2 separate regions of the Vulpes vulpes genome follow, and region 1 is linked to region 2. A link is a contact called in public Hi-C data. All regions are on one chromosome and are shown on one strand. Each heading gives the region's core, a stretch centred on a gene start, on an enhancer-like site or on the middle of the called end of the contact. The rest is flanking DNA. Distances are from core to core; before and after follow the strand shown.

Region 1 (5,625 bases), core at 814-3,313, 160 kb after region 2:
ACAGATGGAGACCCAGCAAAAGGGAACTGGGGGAAAGAAAAGTCAGGATATAATGGATTAGAAATGAACATGAAGAAAAGCAGTAATGTTTAAAAAGAGAGAAGGAAAAGTTCTGGAAAATCAAACCGATCTGTGAGGAAATGAGGAAAGACGGGAGGAGAAAGTCCGAAAACATCTAATTCAGGTTATGTGATTAATTCGAGGGGCTCCTGTCCCCTTTCACACCTCATCTATTAATAGGATATCCACAGAAGAGCTTTAATACACACACAAAACTAGCCTTTGCTCTTTGGGAGCATCTAAGATAAACACTTATTTTTGTCAAAGATGAAAGCATGTAATTGAATTTAAATTAAAAAGGGAAAAGAAAAGAAAGCATACAGTAGAATTTGAGGATGAATTTTAAGTCATTAAAAAGTTCGAGGTAATAAAGAAACAAGACTCTAACTTTGGGGCCGTTTCTGAGCCAGGAGGGGTGTGGGGGAGCCAGCGTTAGAAGTATTTTGACTCCTAAAAGATGCAATTAAATTTAAGAAGTTGGCTCCCCCTCCCCCTTTAAATGCTGCTTTATGGAAACACAACAGGTTATTAAGGGCACCAGAGTCAAGTGAGGGAGAGCTGAGGGAGAACCTGCCGACTGCCCACGCCACAATCTAGCGCAGACCCCGCTCCAGGTAGAAGAGGATGATAAGGTGCCCGCTTCAGTGGGTACCTGAGCACCAAGGGAGGCGGCAGGGGTGGTGTCTCCGGACCGAGAGGTGGACGCAGAGCCCGGCCAAGGCCCTCACACATGGAGGAGTCCAGGACTAAAAACCCCCTTGCAGTGGCCAGTGCCGCGACCTGGGGTTCACGGTACTTCGCCCACTTCCAGCCGGTCTCAAGTGTCGGGAAGTGTTTTTCTCCCTTCGGACTTCGCACTGCACAATCCAGTCCTTCGGGGGCCCCCGCCTCGCACCCCCGTTCCAGGGCGCACTCGGGGCCGGGGCCGGGGCCGGGGCCAGCGTGCACCCTCCCGGGGACCCTGCCGCTCTCCCCGTGTCCCATCCCCCACCCCGCCAACCGCATTGTGCGCGCTCCTGCAGGCAGCCCCGGCGCGGCCGCGCGGTCGCGGGGCTCTCGGCCCGGCGCCTTAGGGCGGTCGCACGTGTCCGTTCTCTGGGGGGTCGCTGTGGCTCGGCTGCTGATTGGTGCCTCCCCCTACCCCTTCCCGCCGCGCTCCGGCCTCCACCGCCCTGGGCTCCAGCTCAGCCAGCCCCCCTCCCCCCGGGGAAGAGAGCCGCTTCGGAGCTCCTTGGAACAGCGCTCCTGGGTGGGATCAAAGTGTCCGAGAACACGTGGCAAGCACTTCATCCCTCCCGGCCGCCTACTTCTGGGGTGCACGACCTCCGCTCCCCGCGCCACCGCGGCACGACCGGCGCCCGAACTCCACACGTGCGCGGCCCCGGCTCTGCCCCGCCGCAGGCGCCGCCCGGCGGGCCCTTTAAAGGGACGCGACCACTCGGGCCGAGTGGGGGGGAGAAGGACCCGCGCCGTTCCCCGTGGCTCCGGCCAACGGAGGCCTCGGCCCCCAGCACCCGCGCGGCCAAGGGCCCCGGGGCAGCCCGCGGGCGCCGCTCGCTCCCTTCGCGCTCCGCCCCCCGCTTCCCGGGGTGCCCGCTGCGCTCCCCTCGCGTCCCCTCCCCCGCCCTCCCGGTGCAGCTGTCCGGGCTGGGGGTGGGGCGCGGGGCGGGGGTTGTTGTTGTGGCGAGGCAGCCCCGCCCCTCCTCGTGGCGGCCCCGCCCCCGGCCTGCGCGCGGCCCCCGCCCCGCCCCGCCCCGCCCCCGCCCCAGCCCCATCTGTTTTCCCCCCGCGGTGGGACGATCATATTGTACCGCGCCGGGGGCGGCCGCAGCCGCAGCCACAGCCGCGGGATGGGGCGAGCGCGCGGGCCCCGCCGGCAGCCGCCGCCGCCGCCGCCGCCTCAGTGAGTCGCCCCCGCCCGGGACGCCCGCCCCCAGCCCTGCGCCCGCCGAGCCGCCCCCGCCCCCGCCCCCGCCTAGGAGCTGAGGCGCGGCGCCGCGGCGGGAGTCCCAGCGGGCGAGGCGCGCGGGCAGCGTGGGGCCGCCGGGGCTCTCGGGGGTCGCGGCCGCCGCCGCCGCGCCGGGGAGATGTGCCCGGAGGAGGGCGGCGCGGCCGGGCTGGGCGAGCTCCGCTCCTGGTGGGAAGTCCCGGCCATCGCGCACTTCTGCTCGCTCTTCCGCACCGCTTTCCGCCTGCCCGACTTCGAGATCGAGGTGAGCGGCCGTCGGCAGCGGGGCAGGGGCTCGGGCTGGCGCACGAGGCGCGCGGGGCGCCCTCCGGGGCGAGGCGGAGCGGGGGCTGCGCTTTTGTACGAGTTGGGCCGGGCCGGCCTCCCGGGCGGGTGTGGGGACGGCGCGCGCTCCCCGCCCGGTGCGGCTGCGGGCGAGGCGGCTGCTCCGGGCGGGGCCGGGGGCCGGGGCGCCGGGGCGCGGGGCGCGGGGCCGGGACAGGCGCGCCCGCACTCGGCCCCCGGCCGCCCGGCCGCTCGGGCCCCCGAGGGGCGCGCTCCGCCGGGTCCCGGCGGGGCTCCGCGGCGGCGCGGAAAGTTGAGCGCTCCGTTATCCCGGCCGCGCCTCCGCTCCTGCCGCGCGGCCCTCGGCGGCTCGCGGTGGGTCCGGCCACCATTATCCGTGCGGGCGGCGGGCGGCGGGCGGCGGCGGGCTCTCCTGGCCGGGCCGACGCTGCCCCCGGCCCCGGGCTTTGTGAGCACGGACGAGAGCCCGGGGCCCTCCGGCGGACGGGGCGCGGGGCGCGGGGCGCCTCCGGCCGCTCACTCTGGGGTTTGTCTCGGGAAGGGGTGTGGACCCCTCAGGGCTGCCAGGCTGGGCCCGCGGACCGACCGCCCTTTGCCGCGGACAAAGGTAACTGGGGGCGGCGGGCCGGGCCGGGTGCCCCCGGTCCTGCCCGCGAGGCCGCCGCCGGAGCCATCGGAACGAGGATGACCCTTTCGCGGGAGCAGATCGGTGTTGCTGCCTCCCCGCCCCCACCCGCCGCACTTTCTGCCATTTTCAGAGTGATCTTAATTCGCGTGTTCCTAGGGTCTGCGCCTCACCTTTATCTCTAGACTAAGTGGTGTTTGCGGAAACGTTGGGCTCCCGGAGGAAGTGTGGGAGCCCGCTCTCCTCGCGGAGTTCACGGTGTTGGGGAATAAAGCGGCCGAAGGGGCACGCCGGGAGAATGGGGCGGGACGAGGCCGGCGGCGAGGGCCCCGCTCGGGCTCTCGGCGACTCCAGCTGCCGAAGCGGATCCGAACAACGGGAAGAAACCGGCGGCCTCCGCGGTCGGGGGACCTGGTGACTGGGGCGTTTCACACGACGTCGTCGCGTTTGCTTTCAAAGTTTGAACGTAATTGTTGCAAGCGTGATCTTTACTAAAGATCTAAGTAGGATGACTGCTCATACGGGTGGACAAACGGGGCCACAAAAACGACAGATTTCAGGATGCTTAAATTCAAGAGATGCTTAACAGTTATCCCGACAGCAGGGTTTTCTTTTGGTTGTTGTAAAATCGCGAGGAGTTTAACTTTGTCCTGCTGCTCAAAATGGTGGCTGTCGTGGGAGGTGTCGCTTGTGACTGTGCCTTCTTGGGTGCTGGTAAACTTGCCCCTTGGCCCATTTTCTTCTTTGCAAGATAATAAGATAGCTTAAGGACCCATTCTAAAAATACTGTAGAAAAACTCATCTTCCAAAATCCATATACTCCCATTTTGTTGATGGAAAAATAGAAATAACTGATTTTGCCTTAAATTGTTGCAGATACGTAATCTCTAACTTGTCTTATATTCTAAGAAAGAAACTTGTGGTTTTTAAGTATTAGCTGGTATAATTCCTTAAGGAAATGTAAATTGATCGGGAAGCCTGGGTGGCTCAGTGATTGAGTGTCTGCCTTTGGCTCAGGGCCTGATCCCGGAAAGCTGGGATCTGGGATCGAGTCCCACGTCGGGCTCCCAGCTAGGAGCCTGCTTCTCCTATGCCTGTGTCCCTGCCTCTCTCTCTCTGTGGCTCTCATGAATAAATACGTAAAATCTTTAAAAAAAAAAAAAAAAAAAGGAGATGTAAGCTGATCAAAGAGGTCAATTTTGTGTGTATAATAGAAGTGGAAAGGGATCCCTGTGTGGCGCAGCGGTTTGGCGCCTGCCTTTGGCCCAGGGCGCAATCCTGGAAACCCGGGATCGAGTCCCACGTCGGGCTCCCGGTTGCATGGAGCCTGCTTCTCCCTCTGCCTGTGTCTCTGCCTCTCTCTCTGTGTGACTATCATAAATAAATAAAAATTAAAAAAAAATAGAAGTGGAAAAATCATTGTTACAGGTGAATAATTTGGGCTGTTTGAGATGACTGTCCTTTCTTTCGATTGGAGTGGTTCTTGGAAGTGACACTGTTGTTTTTAAACTGCATGCTGTTTGAAATACATGCAATGAGAACAAATATTTGGAATCCATATGCACATTTGTATGTCCACACTATTTTTATTACAAGTTCAGTAGATAGGTAACAAATGATAGTGACTTTTTAACTTATGCAGTTACATGTGATCCTCTCATGGCAGGTGTGTTTTGAGATGGTCAATGCAAATTGTAACTTAAAGTTTTTAATAGTTATCAGAAATTAAAATTAGTCTTTTTTAGGCTTCTAACAAATATGACTCCTGACAGTGCGGAATTCATGGAAAACATCAGATGTATGTATGTATGTGGTCTTGCACTAAGGTGGGGCTCAGACTTAAAACCCAGAGATCAGGAGTCCCATGGTCCACCGACGGAGCCAGCCAGGCGCCCCTGAAAAACATCAGTTTTTAGTTCGAGTATAGATAAGTGATTTTTTTTTTTTTTTTTTTGGCTTAGCTAATTTTTTAATCTAACAGTTTATTGTCCTGACAGGAGAAACAACCCCTTGGTTAGAGTGTATGATAACAATGGAAGACCCTTCTTAAACAAGCAAAAAAGCAATTCTCATGCTGAGTTGTACTTGTTAGGCCAACTGGAAAGGCCTACTATCTTAATTTGCTGCAACTTTAAGAGGCAAAAATGATGAATAATACCAAGTGATAGAAGTTATAAACGAGCTTTTTTAGGAAACCAGTTTTCAGCTATGGGGAAATATCTTGTTTTATCCTTGACCACCAAGCTGAACTCATGGATTTATAGAAAATTTAGGAAGCAGAATCCTCAAGGACTTGGCTTGTATTTATCTAGAGTGCAGTAATCTCTTAGATAGGTCAAGGGCTGGGAAGATTCATGCTGCAATTCTGCAAGAGGTCAGGACCTCCCACTTACAGAACTGGTCCCCCCAAAATGGGTAGTTTTATTTTTGCTTATAAAAAAACCTTTTTACTCTCTTAATCAACCTTGAATGTACAGAATTTCTTTAGGGATTCTGTAATTATCAGATAGAAAATCAGTGAGTCTGTAGATAATCCTTTAAGTTCAAAATATCTGGTTTTAAAAACCGTATTGAGGGGATCCCTGGGTGGCGCAGCAGTTCGGCGCCTGCCTTTGGCCCAGGGTGTGATCCTGGAGACCCGGGATCGAATCCCACGTCGGGCTCCCAGTGCATGGAGCCTGCTTCT
Region 2 (5,463 bases), core at 445-2,944:
CTTGCTTCAGTTCCTTCTACTGTAAAAATGGAATAACAGTACTTATCTCACAGAGTTGTTATGAAAATTGTACAAAATAATAATTGTGAAGTGTCTGGCACAAAGTAAGTACTATGTGTTTTTAGAAATAAGTAGTTATTTAAAATTATCGAGGGGTCACTGTGAAAGCACTATAAAAATTACCATCTGCCTTCAGCTCAGCGTGTGATCCCAGGATCCTGGATGGAGTCCCACATCCGGCTCCCTGCGAGAAGCCTGCTTCTCCCTCTGCCTGTGTCTCTGCCTCTCTGTGGGTCTCTCATGAATAAATAAATCTTTTTCGAAAATGTACAATATTATCATTATTGGGATGCCTGGGTGGCTCGGTGGTTGACCATCTGCCTTCAGCTCAGGTCATGATCCCAGAGTCCCGGAAGGAGTTCCGCATCAGGTTCCCTTCAGGGATCCTATTTCTCTCTCTGCCTGTGTCTCTGCTTCTGTCTCTCTCATGAATAAATAAAATCTTCTTTTTAAAAATTATCATTACAGGGCAGCCCTGGTGGCTCAGCGGTATAGTGTCTGCCTTCAGCCCAGGGCATGGTCCTGGAGACCCAGGATCGAGTCCCACGTCGGGCTCCCTGCATGGAGCCTGCTTCTCCCTCTGCCTGTGTCTCTGCCTCTCTCTCTCTCTGTGTGTGTGTGTGTCTGTCACGAATAAATAAATAAAATCTTTAAAAAAAATTATCATTACATACAGAAATTGTGGTTTTAGAAAAGGAAGTCATCCTTTAAAAAAAAAAAAAAAGCCAATGGCCCAGGGGCAAGTGAGGGTGACAGATGTGCCCACTGGCTTTTTTTTTTTTTTTTTTTTTTTTGGGGGGGGTGCCCACTGGCTTAGAGTCCCCGCACAGTCATCCGCCAGCCGTTTGGCCTTACTCAGAAAAGTACTTAAAAACCTGGCTCCAAGCCTCAGCTTCCTTACTGCAGGGTTACATTTACGTCCAAAGCTGTCGAGAGAATTATCATCACTGAGGCACCTGCACAAATCAGGGACCCCCCACAGTTCTGTTCCTCGCCCTCGGATCTTCCAGGCAGCGGGTGCTCGGCACGGGCTGGCCCACGAGCAAACGGGGCCAGAGTGAAGAGCCCGCACGAAACCCACATTCACCTCCGGGCTCCCGGAGGGGAGTCCATCGCCACTTCCCAAATTTCTTTCAAATGCAGCTGGAAGCGGAAACCGTGAGGCTCTCACCCGGAGAGCCGCAAAGCGGTGCGGGGCTCACAACCCGAGCGGGAAATGGGCACGAAACGCCGAGCACCCTGCGGACCGCCGGCGGCCCGGCGCGTGGTGCCCGCGGCCCGGCTGCGGTAACGCCACCGCCTCCCCCGGGCGCACGGCCCACGGCCCGCCCCCGACCGCGGGGGGCAGGGACGCGCGGGGCAGGGACCCCGGGCACCGAGGTCAGCGGCCTCGTCCAGCAGCGCAGGCCCGCGGCCCCTCCCTGCCCCGGCCGGGCCCACCCGCGGCCCGAGGGCTGGCCCGGCCGGGCTTGGCCGTCCTCACCTGTGCGGCGTCCACCGCGTGGCCTCTCCCGGGGCGGCGGCCCCCCAGCCCCGCCGCCGCCCGCGCCGCCCGCCGCCACAGCCCCGGCGCCGCGCGCACCGCCCCGAGGCCGCCGAGCACAGCCATCCAGCCGCCCGCCGCGCGCACGTGCAGACCGCGCCGGCCGCCCGCGGCCCCGCCCCGAGCGCAGCCAATCAGCGGCCGGAGGGCGCTCGGGCCGGGCGGCGCCCGAGGCGTCTGGGAGTTGTAGTCCCACGTCCGTGACCCGGAGTGCGCCGGGCGCGGGGCGCCGCCGGTGAGGCTGCGTCTGGCCGGAACCTCAGGGGAGCAGGGCGTGGGGCAGACGGGGGCGGCGGCCTGGGGCCGGGACCCAGCGGGGTGCCGGAGGTTCGTGCCCCGCGGGCCGAGGGTGGCTTCCTGCTGGAGGGAAGAGCTGCGGGCAAGGCCCCACGGTCCCTCGTCGCAGTACGCGGAGGCGTGAGGCGCGTGGGGCCGTGCGCACGGCCTGGGCCCCTGCGGACGTGCCGGACCGTGCGTTTCCGACCGGTCTCCGCTCCCTCCGCCGGCGGCCGTCAGGGCAGGGAGACGCCGCGCGGGCACTCGGGCGGACGGGCGGGGCGGCCGCGGAGCGAAGCCTTCTCTTGATGTTGAAGTGCCCGGACCCCAGTCAGCAGCGACGAGTCCTTCTTGTATAGACTGTCCGTAAATATTCGGCACGATCCGCCTCCCCGCCCAGCTCTGTGCCGACTCCGCGGAGACCACGCACGGGCCTGCAGACGCGCTTAGTAGGGGAGTGAGGCGGGATCGTAACACGAGGTAGAAAATAATTGTCCCGAAAGGGGGTCAGATACTGACGAAGCACACAGCTTTGCCTTTGAGCACAGTTGTTCCACCATTCGGAATGCTTAGAGGCCTCTCCCCTCAGACCCTCTGACCTGTCCCTGGACATAGTCGGACTACAAATGGGGCTAAAACCTACAATATACTTAGCACTAGGTGAGAGGAAGCGAGACTGCGGCCAAAAATGGACGGAGACTCTGCCAGCTCAAAGGTGAGCAATACCCTTAGATCCTCAGCTGTGCAGCCAGGGTCTTAATTTCGTCAGTCCACCTGCAACTGAGCAGGATCTGGCAGAGTGACTCACATTAACCAGCCTACAAGAGCCCAACACATAAACCCTGCCAGGAGAAATGGCTTTCCAGGATTGAAACGTTCTCGATCACCTCCTGTTATCAAACTACCTAGAAATTGCTTTTATAGGTAGAAGATTTCTTGGTGTGGTGATTTTAAAATACATCCACAATTTATTTGACAGTCCTCTTCTAAAAAGGTGGAGTTTTTCCATTTCTATTGAGTCTAGCTGGACTTAATAACTCACTTTTTTGTTTAAGATTTTATTTATTTATTAGAGACACAGAGAGAGAAAGAGGCAGACGGAGAAGCAGGCTCCGTGCAGGGAGCCCCACAGGGGACTCGATTCTGGGTCTCCAGGATCAGGCCCTGGACTGACAGTGGCGCTAAACCCCTAAGCCACCAGGGCTGCCCAACTCACTTTTTTTTAGGAGGCTCTACACCTAACATAGAGCCACCACAGGGCCTGAACTCATCCCTGAAACGAAGACCTGAGATTAAGAGTCGGACACTCAACTGACTGAGCCACCACGTGCCCCAGTAACTCACTTTTAATAAGTAAAATAAAGCAGAAGTGACACTGATTTCCAAGGCTCAGCCATAAAAGATACTGTGGCTTCCACCTGGCCCTTGTCTGGGTCACTCAGTCTGAGGAAGTCAAATACCATGTTGTTAGGACACTCAACATAGGCCTCTGGAGAGGCCCACAGGCCAAATACCTGCAGCCATATGAGAGAACCATCTTGCAGGCAGATCCTCTAGCCCCCATAGACACTTTGGCCAAAACCCCATGAACAACCAACCCAAAGACAAAACTGCCAAGCCAAGTCACTCTTCGATTTCTTAACCCTCAAAAGCCAGGAGATAATAAATGTTTGTTGTTATAAGCAATAAATTATCTGACTAATACACTTAATGATCAGAATTGTATCATCATCATGGCTACTCCATCGCCGTAGGTTCTCAACTTCAGTCAGTGTGTTCCATATCTGGATCTGCCTTGCTTCAGTCTTCCCCAGCTGTGGGCTGAACTCCATAAAACAGCAGCCCATCCCTAGCAGGAATCAGAAGTGGGCTGGATTGTTTCAGGAAAAGTGACCAAATAGGAGTATGTAGGAGGTTCCAATCTGGCCACTGTAATTAATATTCTGTGTGTATGGACATATGTGTATGTGTATTTTTGTGTGTGTGCACGTGTATGTGTTTTATTATTATTATTATTCATGTATTCATGAGAGACAGAGAGGCAGAGACACAGGCAGAGGGAGAAGCAGGCTCCATGCAGGGAACCTGATGTGGGACTGGATCCAGGGTCTCCAGAATCACGCCCTGGGATGAAGGCGGCGCTAAACCACTGGGCCACCCGGGCTGCCCAACGTGTGTGTTTAAATATGGAAAAGTTTTCCTTAGATTCTCTAGGGCTGGGCAGCCCAGGTGGCTCAGCGGTTTAGCACCGCCTTTAGCCCATGGCTGATCCTGGAGACCTGGGATCAAGTCCCACATCAGGCTCCCAGCATGGAGCCTGCTTCTCCCTTGGCAAAGTGTCTCTGCTTCCCTCTCTCTCTCTCTCTCTCTCTCTCTCTCTCTCTGTATGTGTCTCTCATAAATAAATAAAATCTTAAAAAAAAAAAAAGATTCTCTAGGGCTTCTTAAGCCAGAAAAGATTAAGAACCATCTATAAAAAAAAAAAAAAAAAAAAAGAACCATCTATAACTAGAAAAATCCTCTCTGATCTGTCTTCATCTTCTTATTGGTCCTACCCTGGTGACTTGCACTTGATGGGTGCTCAATTAGTATAAGTAGGCAGGGGTATCTGGATGGCTCATTTGGTTGGGGTCTGCCTTCAGCTAGGATGATGATCCTGGAGTCCTGGGATCAAGTCCCGCGTTGGGCTCCCTGCTTTGTAGGGAGTCTGTTTCTCCCTCTCCATCTGCCCCTCCCCCTGCTCATGTTCTCTCTCTCAAATAAATAAATAAAATCTTTTTTAAAAAATAAAGAAAAAGGGCAGCCCCAGGGGCACAGCAGTTTAGTGCCACCTGCAGCCTGGGGTGTGGTCCTGGAGACCCAGGATCGAGTCCCACGTCGGGCTACCTGCATAGAGCCTGCTTCTCCCTCTGTCTGTGTCTCTGCCTCTCTCTCTCTCTCTCTCTGTGCGTGTGTGTCTCTATGAATAAATAAATAAAATCTTTTTAAAAAATAAAGAAAAATAAAGAAAAATATTAATAGGCAAATGAATGAATGTCCATGCTCCTACTATCACTATAAACTTGCTCACATGTTTGTATGTGCACCTGTGTGCATAAGCCTGCTCATCCCTACCTATATACATACTTTGTGTTATGACTAAGATTGACTATAACAGAAACCTCCAAAGACTAGTGGCTTAGATAAGATATGAATTTGTTTCTTTCACATACACAAAGTTAGGAAAGAACAATAAGGCTTGGTATTGTGACTCCACCAACTTATTAAGTATCCAGGCTCCTATTTTGCTCCTTTGCTGTCTTCATGACACAGCTTCCACTTCTCAGGCGTGGACATTGTGTTCACATTCCCATTGGCATCATGAAAAAAGACCAAAAAGGATATTCCATCTCCCTATACATACAATTCCCAGAAGTTTTATGCAAACATACCTCGTTCTGTTGCATTTCATGGATAATGCATTTTTTTCCAAATTGAAGTTCCGTGGTGACCCTGCATTAAGCAAGTCTCTCAGTGACACTTTTCCAACATTTGCTCACTTCATATCTCCATATCACATTTTGGTAATTCTTTTTTTTTTTTAA

Evidence for each region. A called contact is a pair of places that touch in the nucleus more often than the background predicts.
Region 1: a Hi-C map of skeletal muscle shows a contact between it and region 2, with 2.5 times the contacts expected there. The contact joins the promoter of CECR2 here to the promoter of HDHD5 in region 2. A contact is called at or near these places in 2 of 3 Hi-C or Micro-C datasets (both in skeletal muscle).

Annotation. Positions count from the first base shown.
Region 1 is chr8:44,449,938-44,455,562 of VulVul3, forward strand. CECR2 (CECR2 histone acetyl-lysine reader) reads left to right here and starts at 2,064. Exons shown (of 19, transcript XM_072766373.1): 1 at 2,064-2,273. The coding sequence starts at 2,148.
Region 2 is chr8:44,293,170-44,298,632 of VulVul3, forward strand. It overlaps HDHD5 (haloacid dehalogenase like hydrolase domain containing 5), which reads right to left and starts at 1,695. Exons shown (of 8, transcript XM_072766367.1): 1 at 1,544-1,695. The coding sequence starts at 1,669.